Linked DNA regions of Drosophila melanogaster: region 1 is linked to region 2. A link is a contact called in public Hi-C data. All regions are on one chromosome and are shown on one strand. Each heading gives the region's core, a stretch centred on a gene start, on an enhancer-like site or on the middle of the called end of the contact. The rest is flanking DNA. Distances are from core to core; before and after follow the strand shown.

The links. Hi-C and Micro-C count contacts between places; a contact is called where the count stands out from the background.
Region 1: a Hi-C map of the S2 cell line shows a contact between it and region 2, with 3 times the contacts expected there. The contact joins the promoter of Coq7 here to the promoter of CG3198 in region 2. A contact is called at or near these places in 9 of 107 Hi-C or Micro-C datasets (the S2 cell line, embryo and wing imaginal disc).

What each region holds. Positions count from the first base shown.
Region 1 is chrX:6,766,113-6,773,165 of dm6, forward strand. It overlaps Coq7 (Coenzyme Q7), which reads left to right and starts at 5,113. Exons shown (of 3, transcript NM_143710.3): 1 at 5,113-5,261; 2 at 6,115-6,611; 3 at 6,675-6,927. The coding sequence starts at 5,258. The coding sequence ends at 6,833. sov (small ovary) reads left to right here. Exons shown (of 7, transcript NM_132120.2): 4 at 1-1,010; 5 at 1,072-2,226; 6 at 2,295-2,941; 7 at 3,016-4,600. The coding sequence ends at 4,185. It overlaps shf (shifted), which reads right to left. Exons shown (of 8, transcript NM_132121.3): 5 at 6,949-7,053; 6 at 5,893-5,988; 7 at 5,625-5,822; 8 at 5,351-5,547. The coding sequence ends at 5,504.
Region 2 is chrX:6,670,385-6,677,631 of dm6, forward strand. It overlaps CG3198, which reads right to left and starts at 3,589. Exons shown (of 4, transcript NM_132109.2): 1 at 3,253-3,589; 2 at 2,236-3,179; 3 at 1,878-1,951; 4 at 1-1,795. The coding sequence starts at 3,354. The coding sequence ends at 1,599. Mcm6 (Minichromosome maintenance 6) reads left to right here and starts at 4,003. Exons shown (of 1, transcript NM_078510.3): 1 at 4,003-6,792. The coding sequence starts at 4,122. The coding sequence ends at 6,575. ND-ASHI (NADH dehydrogenase (ubiquinone) ASHI subunit) reads right to left here. Exons shown (of 4, transcript NM_132110.2): 4 at 6,878-7,191. The coding sequence ends at 6,979.

The DNA of each region.
Region 1 (7,053 bases), core at 3,863-6,362, 97 kb after region 2:
AGGCCTCGAGAATCATTTTGCGTTAGAGCACCCTCTTGTTCGATGGAGCGGCAAATGTGGCATGTGCCGTCAGAAAATCACGGCAACGGAAACGAATCTCAGAATTTCTGAAGAGTTGCGCCACATGAGGGACGTGCACATGAAGGACATATCCACCCTGCCTCCTCCTCAGTCATCTGCGGTTGAAAGCCCAGCCGTTATTGAATCCTGCCTGAATCAGCGTGAACCAGTACCTGAATCAGAACCTGATCCCGTTCCTGAGCTTCCCAAGCTGCGTGTTCGACGCTTCACTGGGGATCGCCTTGTTGTGGATTCACAAGCGGAAAAGAGCCAACCGGTAGCAATAGTTGTCAGTGATGATGATAATCCGCGAAATGGGATGCTAAGGGACTTGCTGGCGGCGGATCCACGGCCACCCAATCAGCAGTTGGACCTCCAAGCCGCTGGACTGGGCGAGTTCCTTTGCGCCAAGCCCGATTCACCGTCAACAGAACCGGTCAAGCAGACGCCCGTAATTGTTGGCTATTCGAGTGGCTTGGGCTTGAAAATCGGCCAGGTCCTTAGCAGAACTCAGATTTCAGCTAACTCACGGCTATCGCCAGTCGTTAACGATCCCCTGCCAGAGAAGTCTTCTGCTCCTGCTGCCGTTGAAGAGAATCGTAATCGATTCAGGTGCATGGCCACCAACTGCAATTTTGTTGCTCACAAGCTCATGTTCATGCGGGAGCACATGAAGTTTCACAGCTACAGTTTCAGCAGCACCGGTCACCTGAACTGCGCGTACTGCTCCCATGTGGCAGTCGATGTGGATGATTACTTGCGCCACGGAGTGATCATTCACGACCTGGCACCACGCTCCGAACTGGAGAGTTCAACTGGACCACCATCTGTTACCCAGAAAATCCGGGATATGCTCAGCCAGCGGGAAAATGGTCGTGTTCCACCACCAACTCCTCAAGTCACTCTGTCTGATGTGGTCCTGGGTCTTTTAGAATGCACCGGATACAGCGGTGAGTGAACTAGACTAATGCTAATATCTTTAAATTACTTAGGCTTTCATCTTTATTCCAGAGGATAAACTGTACGCCTGTCCCCAAAAGGGCTGCATCGTGCGGCTGACAGATGAGCAGCTTGTAAACCATTTGCGCTACCACATTCGTAGCACTCATCAGGGCAGCGAGTTGGTGAAATGCAAGTTTTGCACCAAGGCGATGCATCCGCCGGCACTTCGTACGCATCTGCAGCAGTACCACGCCCGGCACAGCATCTTCTGCGGCATTTGCTTAGCCACATCGGTCAACCAGCGCATAATGATGTATCACATGAGCACGGTGCACTCCAAGGCCTACGGCCGGCCTAACGCGCGGCTGGCGTTTGTGTCACTGCCCGTGAAGATCGACGCGAGTAAGAAGAACGTAGAAAGCGAGTTCTACGTGGCCGTCGTGGAACAGCCCTTTGGCAACCTCCAGATGCAGGATTTCCAGCGCAAGCTGTTCGATGAAATGGACCGTCGGCGTTCGGGAACAAAGACGTACTTCCGCAGCTCCGAGGTGCATATCCTGCCAACGCAGCCAACATTCCAGCGACCGCTATACTGTACGGAGTGCCCCTTCTCCACCACGTCAAGGGTTAACATGCAGATGCACCTCTATGAGCACAAGGATGAGACCATTCGGGAAGCCTCCAAATTGGCGGACTTGATAGTTCCAGCAACCTCTTCGGTATTAACTGTTTCGGCGAGTACGTTGGTGGCACCGCCGAGGCCAGGCAAAGATTCAGAAAAACCATCTACTTCCGGACAAAGTGGTGATGCAGCGACGGAGCAGCTGAATCCAGATGTTCCTGGAACCCACAAGCCCATCAAGCCACCGTTACGCTATGTGCCCCCGGACCAACGCTACCGCTGTGGCTTCCTCCGATGTAGCGTCCTTTGTTTTTCGGAATCTGCGGTGCGCAAACACATGCAGGCTAACCACAAATACTCGGAGGTGGTAAGGTGCCCGCACTGCAAGAACTGCCAGGGTCAGTTTGGAGTAGATAAGTACTTTGACCATCTTGCAATGCATAAGCGGCACATCTTCCAATGCGGCGCTTGCTCACGTCACAATAGCAGGCGTGTCATCGAGCGGCACATACAGGAACGTCACAATATTCAAGATGTGGACATGATCGTACACCGCCATAATGACAGCAACAAAACGACCGAAGCCCGCTGGCTGAAGGCGCGTAAGTGTTGAATTTAACTGACCTTCATTTGAAAAAGCCCACTCAAGTGTTATATCCCCACTCTTTAGCTAAATTGGCACGTCATTCGCTAATGGAGTACACGTGTAACCTGTGCCTCAAGTACTTTCCAACGACCGTGCAGATCATGGCCCATGCGGCGTCCGTTCACAAACGCAACTACCAGTACCACTGTCCGTACTGTGAATTTGGTGGAAACCTCGCCACCGCGCTCATTGAACACATCCTTCGCGAGCACCCGGAAAGGGAAGTGCAGCCTGTGCAAATCTACCAGCGCATCGTGTGTAAGAACAAGCAGACGCTAGGCTTCTACTGCACCACCTGTCACGAGGTGGCCAGCAGCTTCCAGAAGATCGCTATGCACTGCGACAAGGAGCATAAGTCGCGCAATCCGGTGCAATGTCCCCACTGCATTTTCGGGCATTTGGCCGAACGCCAGGTTGTCTTACACATACAAGAGAAGCATCCCCATGAACGCGGACTGGCAATGGTGCAGTTCGAACGCGTGCTTAATGACATCCCGAACAGCATAAGCTGGGAGATAGGTCGGCCCATCGAAGTGGAGCCTGAGAAGGAGATCCCGAACAATGGGGAGAGTGCATTCCTGCCGCTAAGCCAGAGACAGGTTGTAACGGAAGTGGTGGACCTGCTGGATTCAGACGACGAGGCGGACGAGTACGGTGAACAAGATGACGCGGTAAGTAAAGTGTGGCTGATGCAGGCCCAATTTTCAATTTTGTTTTCCTTATGCTCATTATTATTTTGCTACAGAAAATCGTGGAGTTCGCCTGCACACACTGCGACGGGACAAACACCAACTTGCCGGACCTACGCTCCCAGCACTGGGCCCGCGAACATCCCGACCAGCCCTTCTATTTCCGCGTTCAGCCGATGCTGCTCTGCTCCGAGTGCAAGAGATTTAGGGGCAATGCAAAGGCACTTCGCGAGCACCTGCGTGCGACACACTCTATCCGGAGCATAGTGGCTGCGGACATTCGTCGACCGATGGAGTGCGCTTACTGCGACTACCGCTATAAAAACAGGCACGATCTTGCGAAACACATCAGTGAGATAGGTCACCTGCCCAATGACCTGAAGCACGTAACAGATGATGAAATTGATGCCCTGATGCTGCTCAGTGCCAGTGGAAGTGGTGGGGCTGTTAACGAATACTACCAGTGCGGATTGTGCAGTGTGGTTATGCCAACGAAGGAGACAATTGTCCAGCACGGCCAAGTGGAACACTGCAAGCCCGACGAGCGTTTCTGCTTCCGGCAGCTAGTGTCGCCAGTGATATACCATTGTTCCTTCTGCATGTTCAACTCGACCGATGAGCTGACTACGCTGCGCCATATGGTGGACCACTACAGCCGCTTCCTGGTCTGCCATTTCTGCACACGCTCTCAGCCGGGTGGTTTCGATGAGTACATCCAGCACTGCTATACCTACCACCGGGACGATATCAAATCCTTCCGGGACGTGCACACGTTTAGCGATCTGAAGAGGTACCTTAGTCAGGTGCATTACCAATTCCAGAATGGGTTGATTATCACAAAAAGCAGTCTCCGTTATACACGTTACAAATCCGACAAATGTATGCTTGAGCTAGACGCTGAGCTAATGGCCAAGGCCCAGCGGCCACCCATTCCGCGTCTGCATATCAGACTCAAGTCGACCGGCGTTCAGATGCAGAGCCCCGAGGGGGCTGATGTGGAGAAACCTGTGTCGTTGTTGCGGATCACAAAGCGACGAAAAACGCTTAATCCTGGCGAATTGCTCCGCTCATTCCGCGAGGAGAATGAGGTACAGCCACAGCCACCGGCCTCTTCAACATCGTCGGGGACGGCTCCTTCTCCTGCGGCAGGTTCTGTGTTCAACCTGTTCAAGCGCCGCAACAGTCTCGTTGTCCGCCCAGCAACCAGCAACTTGGATCAACACTAACACCACAACATTATTATAATTTTTTTTTTTTTTTATTTCTTCTGGACCCCATTTATGCATATTTCGTACTAGTTTCAAACTATTTAAGCATTTTTTTTTTAAACATAATTATGAGATCATGTTTACTACATTTGTAAGATCAATAATGATAAGATAGGACTCTAACTGACAACGGCTTCAAATAATTAAACTATTGTTTTAACTGAATCAATTCATGTATTCTGGTATAACATGGCAAGGAATAAAGATGGACATGAACTAACTCTGATGCCAACGCCGTCTGAAAGCTCAAGGAAGCTGGGTTCGGAAAAATCGAAATTGAAATTTGACTGCTGGAATCGTTTAGAACTTTGATACGAAAAGCATTTTGGACAATTAGAACACGCATGATAAGTAAGAATCGATTTTGTTTAATAAAAACGACAGTGCGTCTATCCCAAGACCAGCAGTGTTGTACATACCGGCTTCCTGTTTATCAATCAGTTACTGCGACACTTGTAGAGCGAATCTCATGGTGTGGCGCTAGCATCACGCATTTGAATCCACCGCGCCACAATCTCCTAGCGGGTAGTTACCCGGGACGATTGTGGTAATTTTCATTGAGATACACATAGAATCCGCATTTAATGCTTTATGTTGCATCTCAGATCAATCACATATGTATATACATATATGTATGTAATTTGTGAGTTGCGGCACAGCTGATTGCGTTACTATCGGCTATCGTCGGATGATCGGTCAGGGCTGCAAATGTGTAAATAAATTCGTAGTGTTTTTGATCTAATCAAAACCATAAAGTTGAGATGTTCTATGGTGTTGCTGCTATCATTAAAATAATATGAAAATATAAAATAAATATATGAACAGTTTGAGTCAATGGTCAATGGCGTGACTCACGAACGTGGTGCGATACCGGTGGCAGGCACGTGAGGATGGCCCATCCCTGGATTGGATTGCGCAAAAATAAACAGAACGCAAATTGTTTTTGTGCTCGGCAATTCGGCGAATTGCACTTTACCTAATAATTTATTTATTCAACACAATACATCTCGTGGAAAGCTGCAAATTAGCAATGAGTAAGTAGACTGCACTCAGTGGCTCACAACTGACCCTCGAAATCTTCGCTAGATCACGACGCATTAACTCTTAGATTTTGTTTTTATTTAAAAATGTTATGTTAAATTACAAAAAAAATGTATCACAATTAGAATTATTTTCGTTTCTTCCTTTTGTCGCTGTTGCTGTTGTTCTTGTCGTGCTGGTTTAGTAGAAAAGTGAAAAGTTGATTGAATATTTTGGATCGTGTGCGCCGGTAGCCCTAGAACTTGGAGTCATCGTTTCGGTGGACATGTCGTCGCTTGCCTGAAAACGATGAGATTAGCAAATTTTTATAAGCCCATCCTGATCACCGGACATTCCAGGATCAACGCTGCACTTACGACCGTTGCAGTGGCGTCCATAGAATCCCGGATGGCACTTGCAGTGCTTGTGGGAGACGCAGGTGCCATTGCGACACTTGCAGATGGAGCGCTGCTTGCGCCCGATCTCGCAGTGATCGCCTCGTAGTCCGTTGGGGCAGCGGCACAGGTTGTTCCCGATGCACCGTCCCTCGTTCTTGCAGGGGATCACACACTTGGCTGTGAGGGAAATGGGTGGGCAAAGGTTCAGTGTTTCGCCTCGATAAGAGTTGAGCCGTTTGCTACTCACAGTACTCGCAACGCAGGCCGTAGTAACCCTTGGAGCACTGGCACTTGTCCTTCTGTATACACTTGCCGCCATTCAAGCACTTGTCCTTGCAAATACCTGTTGATTACAATGGGATACTATTAGTTGCGCGCCAGGCACATTTCATTCTTATATAATGCCCAGTTATCTTGCCCCAAGTGTACTTAATCATCGCGTATCGTATCACCCTCCTTTTCTACGCAGATGGAATGCTGAGAAGAGGTCTTAGCCGGCCCGAGCCACGCCTGCTCTCCAAGCGCTATCTAAGCTCAGCAACTGGAGGAGGATCAGCAGGCACGACCGAAGGAGGCAGCTCTGAAACCACCCCGCTGCGTCCACGTCCAAATGCGCTCACAGATGAGATTATACGCGTCGATCATGCCGGCGAATTGGGAGCAGATCGCATTTACGCCGGGCAAATGGCCATTCTGGGCAACGGACCGCTGGGCAAGACCATCGGACACATGTGGGAGCAGGAGAAAGAGCATCGTAAACAGTTCGAGCAGCTCATTCAACAGCACCGCGTGCGTCCAACGATCATGACGCCAATTTGGAACGTGGCCGGATTTGTGCTGGGCGCCGGAACCGCCCTCATGGGCGAAAAGGCAGCCATGGCCTGCACGGTGGCAGTGGAGACGGTGATCGTAGAACACTACAATGACCAGCTGCGTCAGATAATGGAGGCACCGAACCCGGATAAGGTAAGTACCATTTGCAACTGCCCCAAGCAACGGACGAAGTAACAACGTTATATGATTTTGCAGGAGCTGTTGGCCACCATCACCAAGTTCCGGGACGAGGAGCAGGAGCACCACGACACGGGCATTGATCACGGTGCCGAGCAAGCGCCCTTTTACCAGGCCATGACCGAGGTAATCAAGTTTGGCTGCAAGACGGCTATTGCCATCTCGAAGAAGATCTAGGCTGAAACAGTTGGGCCCCCTGTATATATCAAAATCAAATTATCTGTTCCGCTAAGCTAACCGTGTTAAGCATTAAAGATAGAGCTAAATGTCCATAATAGTCGCGTCTACTTACCACCTTCGCACTGCGTGCCCTGGTAGCCCTCCGGACAGGTGCAGACGGACGGCGCCGTGCAGTTACCGCCATTGAGACACTGCGGAAAACAGAAGGCCGTCTCGC
Region 2 (7,247 bases), core at 2,339-4,838:
AGTACTTAGATATTTGTAAAATTCAGAAGAATCCTTGAATCCTTGGAATGGGCTAATCGCTTGGTTAAGTTATCATCGATTTATCAAATGTACCTGGGAATCTGTCTCACATCAGAAGCTCCTCTCTCTCTCTCTCTCTCTCTCTCGCTCTTTCTCTCACACTCAGTCCGTCTCTTTCTGACGTTCTTCGGCTCACAAGGCACTAAGACTACATACCTCCACGGGAATACTCGAAACCCATCCCAGTGAACCCAGTGGCCAAGTCAAAATCACATGCAGTACGATTGTCACTCAAAGTCATTATATAGATACACTACCATATAATATGTACATACATTTATCGTTTGTGGTTTGTATTTTATGGTTCATAATGTGTCTGTGTTCTTATGTCTTGCGAATGGGTTGATTAGTTGGATGTGCGGAGGGGAATGCGGGTATGGCAGGGAATGCGAATCTGTATCTGTTGGGTTAGTTAAGCGCATAGAGATAAGAGTAAGGCTTGGTAAATACCTGTTTCAGTCAATGTCCCACTCACAATTGCAAGGGAAACGTCCAGTGAACGCTCCGTATCGCCCTAATCCCCAGCCTATCTTTTGGTCATTATGCTTATATATATATATATAAATATATAGAAGTCAAACTCACGCAGCACTTGGCGAAATCTTGTTTTTATATTTCATAGTTAACTAATTTTAAGACTAAACCATAAACTTCACTATTCATTCTGCAACTCCCTCAATATTTGTTTAACCAAATAACCATTGAGTATATTAATTGGGCAAAAAGAAAACTGTCGAAGGTACAAACTTTAAAAATAATCCTGCACAAAATTGAATACTACAACGTTAGGTTAAAAGTGCCTGTGGTGCTTGACTAAAAAAACTAAAAGAGTTAAACATATTTTTTGATCGAAAGGACGTAGGTCCGTCTGTCCGTTTCGAAGAACTGGTGGACCTTGGTGAAATCCTCGCCCGGATCTCAACCCAACTGGGTACACACACACATATTGAGGGGACACGCGCGCGCGTGTGTGTGTGTGTGTGTGTGTGTACACAGATATATAGATCGTATATACGAGAGTAGAGTAATGATACGAAAACGAGTATGTCTACAGAATGTGAAGGGGCACAATGGCGCCCGAGTGTTATATATTCTTTTTTTTTACGGGCTTATTAAGTGTTGGACTCACCTCAGCGCAATTGATACTGCCAGCTCAGATACTGTTTTATCTAACTGTTTTCTGATACATATTATTATTATAATTTTTTTTTTTTTTTGGAAATTGTGTTAATGATTTTTTTTTTTCTATTGGGATACCTCGATGCTGCCGCCCGTGGCCACGGCAGCTGGTGCTTACGGATTGCGAATTGCTGATTTGCGAACCACATAAGACGAAGACTGAAGATCGCAGATGGTCGAGAGATTGGGTTCGTTTTGAACTTGATCATATTTAGTTGTTGTACACTTGCGGTATGGGGCTTTGGAAACTGGAAGTGCTCCGGACTTTCGGATTATTTACTTGTGTTCTTGGTTTGCTATTCACTTGGTTTCTATTGTGTTTATCTTTTCTTTTTCTTTTTCTTTTTTTTTTTTGGTCTCTAGTAGCGACTGCGACTCCGGCTGCGGCAATGTCGCTCGCGGCTGTCATGGCGGTAGTGATTATGGTTGTGATTATGATGGCTCCGGTTGCTCCGACTGCTTCCACCACCTCCTCCGCCGCCAACTCCTACACCGCCGCCACCACCGCCACTGCGCGAATACGAGTGATGGGAGCTGTGGTGCGATTTATGGTGATCTGGAATGGAAATACAGTAGTTCAGTAAACGTTCGAGTGCCGTGTGCAAGTGCAAAACGAATTTGGGGGGGTGAGAACTTACGGTGACGTCGATCCGAGGGCTGGCGATTCTGAACATAGTCGCGACTTCGCTCGCGGTACTCACTGCGTGGCTCGCTAAAGGATTAAACGAATGGAAGATGCTCACATTAGATATAAGATCATCATAGTTCGTTAACTAAAACATTGTCTATAGGATACCATGACATCGCATAGTTTTCTCGTTTCGTGCAGTAACCAAGTAATGAAATAAACTCGAAAGTAATTGAACAGCATTACTCATCGTCACATTGAGGGCATTCTGCCAATTATTTTTTTTTTGAGAACGAACTTATTTTTGTTTTGTGATCTTTTGCCAGGTGCGCATATAGGATAGGATACAGGGTTCGTCGAGACCTTACCGTCTGCTATCGTAGGAGTGGAAGCGCTGCACTCGACCCTCACGTCGACGTCGTTCCTCCTGCTCGCGCTCCTTCTGTCGCGCCTCGTTGATCTCGGCGACGGCGTTGCGCAGTTTGGAGTAGCCCAGATGCTGTTTACCCATCAAATGGTCCTCGATCCGCTGCTGTGCATCGCCGACTATCAGGAAAGCGCCACAGATTTCGCACACCTTCATTTGTTTCTCGGGCATGGCATCATGCGACCAGCCAGCCGCCTTGCTATCCGTCTTCTCTGACGTTTTGTCCTCGCTGGCTGCACCAGCTGCTTCACCGGCATCGTCAGTCGTTGTGACAGCTGCTTGTGCGGAACTTGGAGCTGCATCCGGCGCTTCATCTAGCGTGGTGGCGGCTGGAAGAGGAGTAGTTGGACTTTCTTCGCTGGGATTTGTGACCGGACTGCTGCGCGGGTGATGCTGCAGCTCGTCCTCCGCTGACTTGGTCAGGCTGATGCTGCTGATGGCCTTGTGATGGGCCTCGTATTGCTGTACCAACTGTTCCTTCTCCTCCTTGAGCTCCTCGCACACGGTCATTAGATCTTGGGCCTGGTCCACGTCACCCCGAATGCCGGCTTCCTCTGCCTCAGAGAGCAGCTTATTGATCCGGGCCGTCAGATTCGCAAGCTGCTCCTGGTGCCTGCTCAGTGGCGCCGGTACATTGGGCTGATCCCTTTGCATTAGCAGCAAACGCTGTTTTCCCTTCTGGATCTTTCGATCCACATCGTGCAGCATAACATTGCAAAAGCGCAGGAATTCATCCTCGTACTGACGCTTCCGCTGCGAGGGTCGAGCATCCTCGTAGAGATGTCGGGCTTCCTCGTCGTGGATGCGGGCACAGGGGCCCAGATCTGCGCGCGTATTTATGAATAGATCGTGCGGACAGAACTTAACGTTGTAGAACTGACAGAACTGCGGACAAAAAAAAAAACCCCCATTATTTTGGAGGTGGCTCTTTGGCGCGCCACATCCTGAGCGTACTCACCTCCGGATCCTCCCAATTGACCTTGGCGCCCGCCTCCGAGGGATGCAGGTTGCGATTCCTGCCCATCAGCTCGTCGAGCATCTGCCTGGCGGCGTCCACCATTTTCCGGGGCTCCTTCGCAATTTGTGGGGACAAAACTCCGAAGGGGGCGGTGGTCCCAGTGAATCAAATGAATCCAATGGTACCACACCGACTTCTATGGCCACAACGGTGCCGGCGAACAGGTGAACACACGTGCAACGCTGTGCTCCTGCTGTTTAGCCAAAAAATTAGCCAAAATAGAATCAATAAAATTATTTCACGAAATTCGCGTGGTATCGATTATTTCGGAATAAGCCTATCGGTGCACAGCGTTCCGCGACATGAGTGGGCGAACTATCGGTCTTAAAAACGTACTAAATTCTATAAGTTCATAAAATAAACAACTTAAGTTGAATGTTTTAATACTTTACTCGTATAAAATTATTCTTATAATTCATGTCATTCATCTCTTGGATTATTAAGTTATCCGATTAAGTTATTAAAACAACGTATCTCAATCAACTTTTGGACTATTTGATCTATTCAAAAAATTCGAAAACTACTTGTTGATTAGCAAGGGCAAGAAATTTAAGTAAGCTTTCAGCAATTAAAAAAATATATATTTTTATATATATTTGAACTAATAAATTAATGTGACCGTAAGACATGTTTACCTTTGCTCTTGAATAGCTGGCATCCCTGCGCACGAGCGTTGCCACCCCCAAGCAACTGTCAGAAAAAGGCGCCAAAACCGAGCAAAGCACGCAGCTGTAAACATTCGCAAGAAACGAAAGCAATCTCGGAATTTAGCGCGCAATTCACCAGTTTGAAGCAAGAAGTGACCCAAAATGGATGTGGCAGATGCTCAGGTTGGCCAGCTGCGCGTAAAAGACGAGGTGGGCATTCGGGCCCAGAAGTTGTTTCAGGATTTCCTCGAGGAATTCAAGGAGGATGGCGAGATCAAGTACACGCGCCCAGCCGCCAGCTTGGAATCCCCGGATCGCTGCACCCTGGAGGTCAGCTTCGAGGATGTGGAGAAATACGATCAGAATCTGGCCACCGCCATTATCGAGGAGTACTACCACATCTATCCGTTCCTTTGCCAATCCGTTTCGAACTACGTTAAGGACCGGATTGGACTGAAGACCCAGAAGGATTGCTATGTGGCCTTCACGGAGGTGCCGACGCGTCACAAGGTTCGCGATCTGACCACCTCCAAAATCGGCACCCTCATCCGCATCTCCGGCCAGGTGGTGCGCACCCATCCCGTACATCCGGAGCTTGTTTCCGGCGTCTTCATGTGCCTCGATTGCCAGACGGAAATTCGGAACGTAGAGCAGCAGTTCAAGTTCACCAATCCCACCATTTGCCGCAATCCCGTGTGCTCCAATCGCAAGCGTTTCATGCTGGATGTGGAGAAGAGTCTGTTCTTGGACTTTCAAAAGATTCGCATCCAGGAGACGCAAGCCGAGCTGCCGCGTGGCTGTATTCCCCGCGCGGTGGAGATTATCCTGCGCTCGGAGCTGGTGGAGACCGTTCAGGCTGGCGATCGCTATGATTTCACGGGCACTCTGATTGTGGTGCCCGATGTGAGTGTCCTGGCCGGAGTGGGCACACGGGCGGAGAACAGTTCACGCCACAAGCCCGGCGAGGGCATGGATGGCGTCACTGGCCTAAAGGCACTGGGCATGCGAGAGCTCAACTATCGGATGGCCTTCCTTGCCTGCAGTGTTCAGGCAACGACAGCACGTTTTGGCGGCACCGATCTGCCCATGTCGGAGGTGACAGCCGAGGATATGAAGAAGCAGATGACAGATGCCGAGTGGCACAAGATCTATGAGATGTCCAAGGATCGCAATCTCTACCAGAATCTAATTAGCAGCCTCTTTCCCTCGATCTACGGCAACGATGAGGTCAAGCGGGGCATTCTTCTGCAGCAATTCGGTGGCGTTGCGAAGACCACCACCGAAAAGACATCGCTTCGTGGCGACATCAATGTGTGCATCGTTGGCGATCCCAGCACGGCCAAGTCACAGTTCCTCAAGCAGGTATCCGACTTCTCGCCGCGTGCGATCTACACCTCGGGCAAGGCATCCTCGGCAGCGGGCTTAACCGCTGCGGTTGTGCGCGACGAGGAGTCCTTTGACTTTGTCATCGAGGCGGGCGCCCTCATGTTGGCCGACAATGGCATTTGCTGCATTGACGAGTTCGATAAGATGGATCAGCGCGATCAGGTGGCCATTCACGAGGCCATGGAACAGCAGACCATATCGATTGCACGCGCCGGCGTACGAGCCACACTCAATGCGCGCACTTCGATTCTGGCCGCCGCCAATCCCATTAATGGTCGCTACGATCGCTCCAAGAGTTTGCAACAAAATATTCAGCTATCGGCACCGATTATGTCGCGATTCGATCTGTTCTTCATTCTCGTGGACGAATGCAATGAGGTGGTGGACTATGCCATTGCTCGCAAGATCGTTGATCTGCACTCGAACATCGAGGAGTCCGTGGAGCGGGCATATACGCGCGAAGAGGTCCTTCGCTATGTGACATTTGCGCGGCAATTTAAGCCGGTTATTAGCCAGGAGGCCGGACACATGCTGGTCGAGAACTATGGCCATTTGAGGCAGCGCGATACGGGCACGTCGGGCAGGAGCACCTGGAGGATAACGGTGCGTCAGCTGGAGTCCATGATTCGACTGAGCGAGGCCATGGCCAAGCTGGAGTGCTCGAATCGCGTGCTGGAGCGACACGTCAAGGAGGCCTTCCGTTTGCTCAACAAGTCCATCATTCGCGTGGAGCAACCGGATATTCATTTAGATGACGACGAGGGTCTGGACATGGACGATGGCATTCAGCACGACATCGACATGGAGAACAATGGAGCAGCGGCCAATGTGGATGAGAACAATGGTATGGACACATCCGCCAGCGGCGCCGTGCAGAAGAAGAAGTTCACGCTTTCGTTCGAGGATTACAAGAATCTGTCCACCATGCTGGTGTTGCATATGCGCGCCGAGGAGGCGCGCTGCGAGGTGGAGGGCAACGATACGGGCATCAAGCGCAGCAATGTGGTCACCTGGTATCTGGAGCAGGTGGCGGACCAAATCGAATCCGAGGATGAGTTAATTTCTCGCAAAAATCTCATCGAGAAGCTTATCGATCGCCTCATCTATCACGATCAGGTCATTATTCCGCTCAAGACATCCACGCTGAAGCCGAGAATTCAGGTACAAAAGGATTTCGTGGAGGAGGACGATCCCCTGCTGGTGGTGCATCCCAACTACGTTGTGGAGTGATCCCAGCCGATCAACAGTTTATTACTATGCCCTAAATCTAGCTGGTTAAGTTTCTGTTTCCGCGTCTTGCTTTTTTTTGCTCACCCAAACAAACAATGTATTTAGGCAGTAAGTTTATAGTTTAGAGACATTATTGAAATCCATTAAGGATTTCTTGGTTCAGTTACGTTCCAAATCATTCATGTTTTCGCCGAAATAAACGTTCATCTCAAGATTCATTTCGTTTTTTGCTGCTCATTAAGAACGGAATGAAAAATGCAACCCAACATGCGCAGTCAAAATGATAGCAAATCCATGTTTTAGCTTGGTTTCCATTCATTTTAATTGTATAGATGCGTTGATTAATTGCCTATGAAATAAAAACGAGGCGCGCAGTGCGATCGAGAGCGTGATAGATACAATCCTACTTCTCGAAGGTGTAGTGCTTGACGCCAGGGCTGGGATATTGCTTGGCGGCCACGGGGCGGTACATCTTCTTGTCATCCAGCCAGTAGTAGAGTGCCAGGCAGCCGGACATCACGCCCAGGAAGCAGGCAAAGTAGTACGCATTGCTGTAGCGTGGCGGTTCGGCCTGCGACCAGCGATCCTCGCTGTACAGATCATGATCCGCCGAGATCTGCAATGGAAATGGATCAGGGTTTGACTCTTTTTTTATGCAGCAGCTGCTGCTAG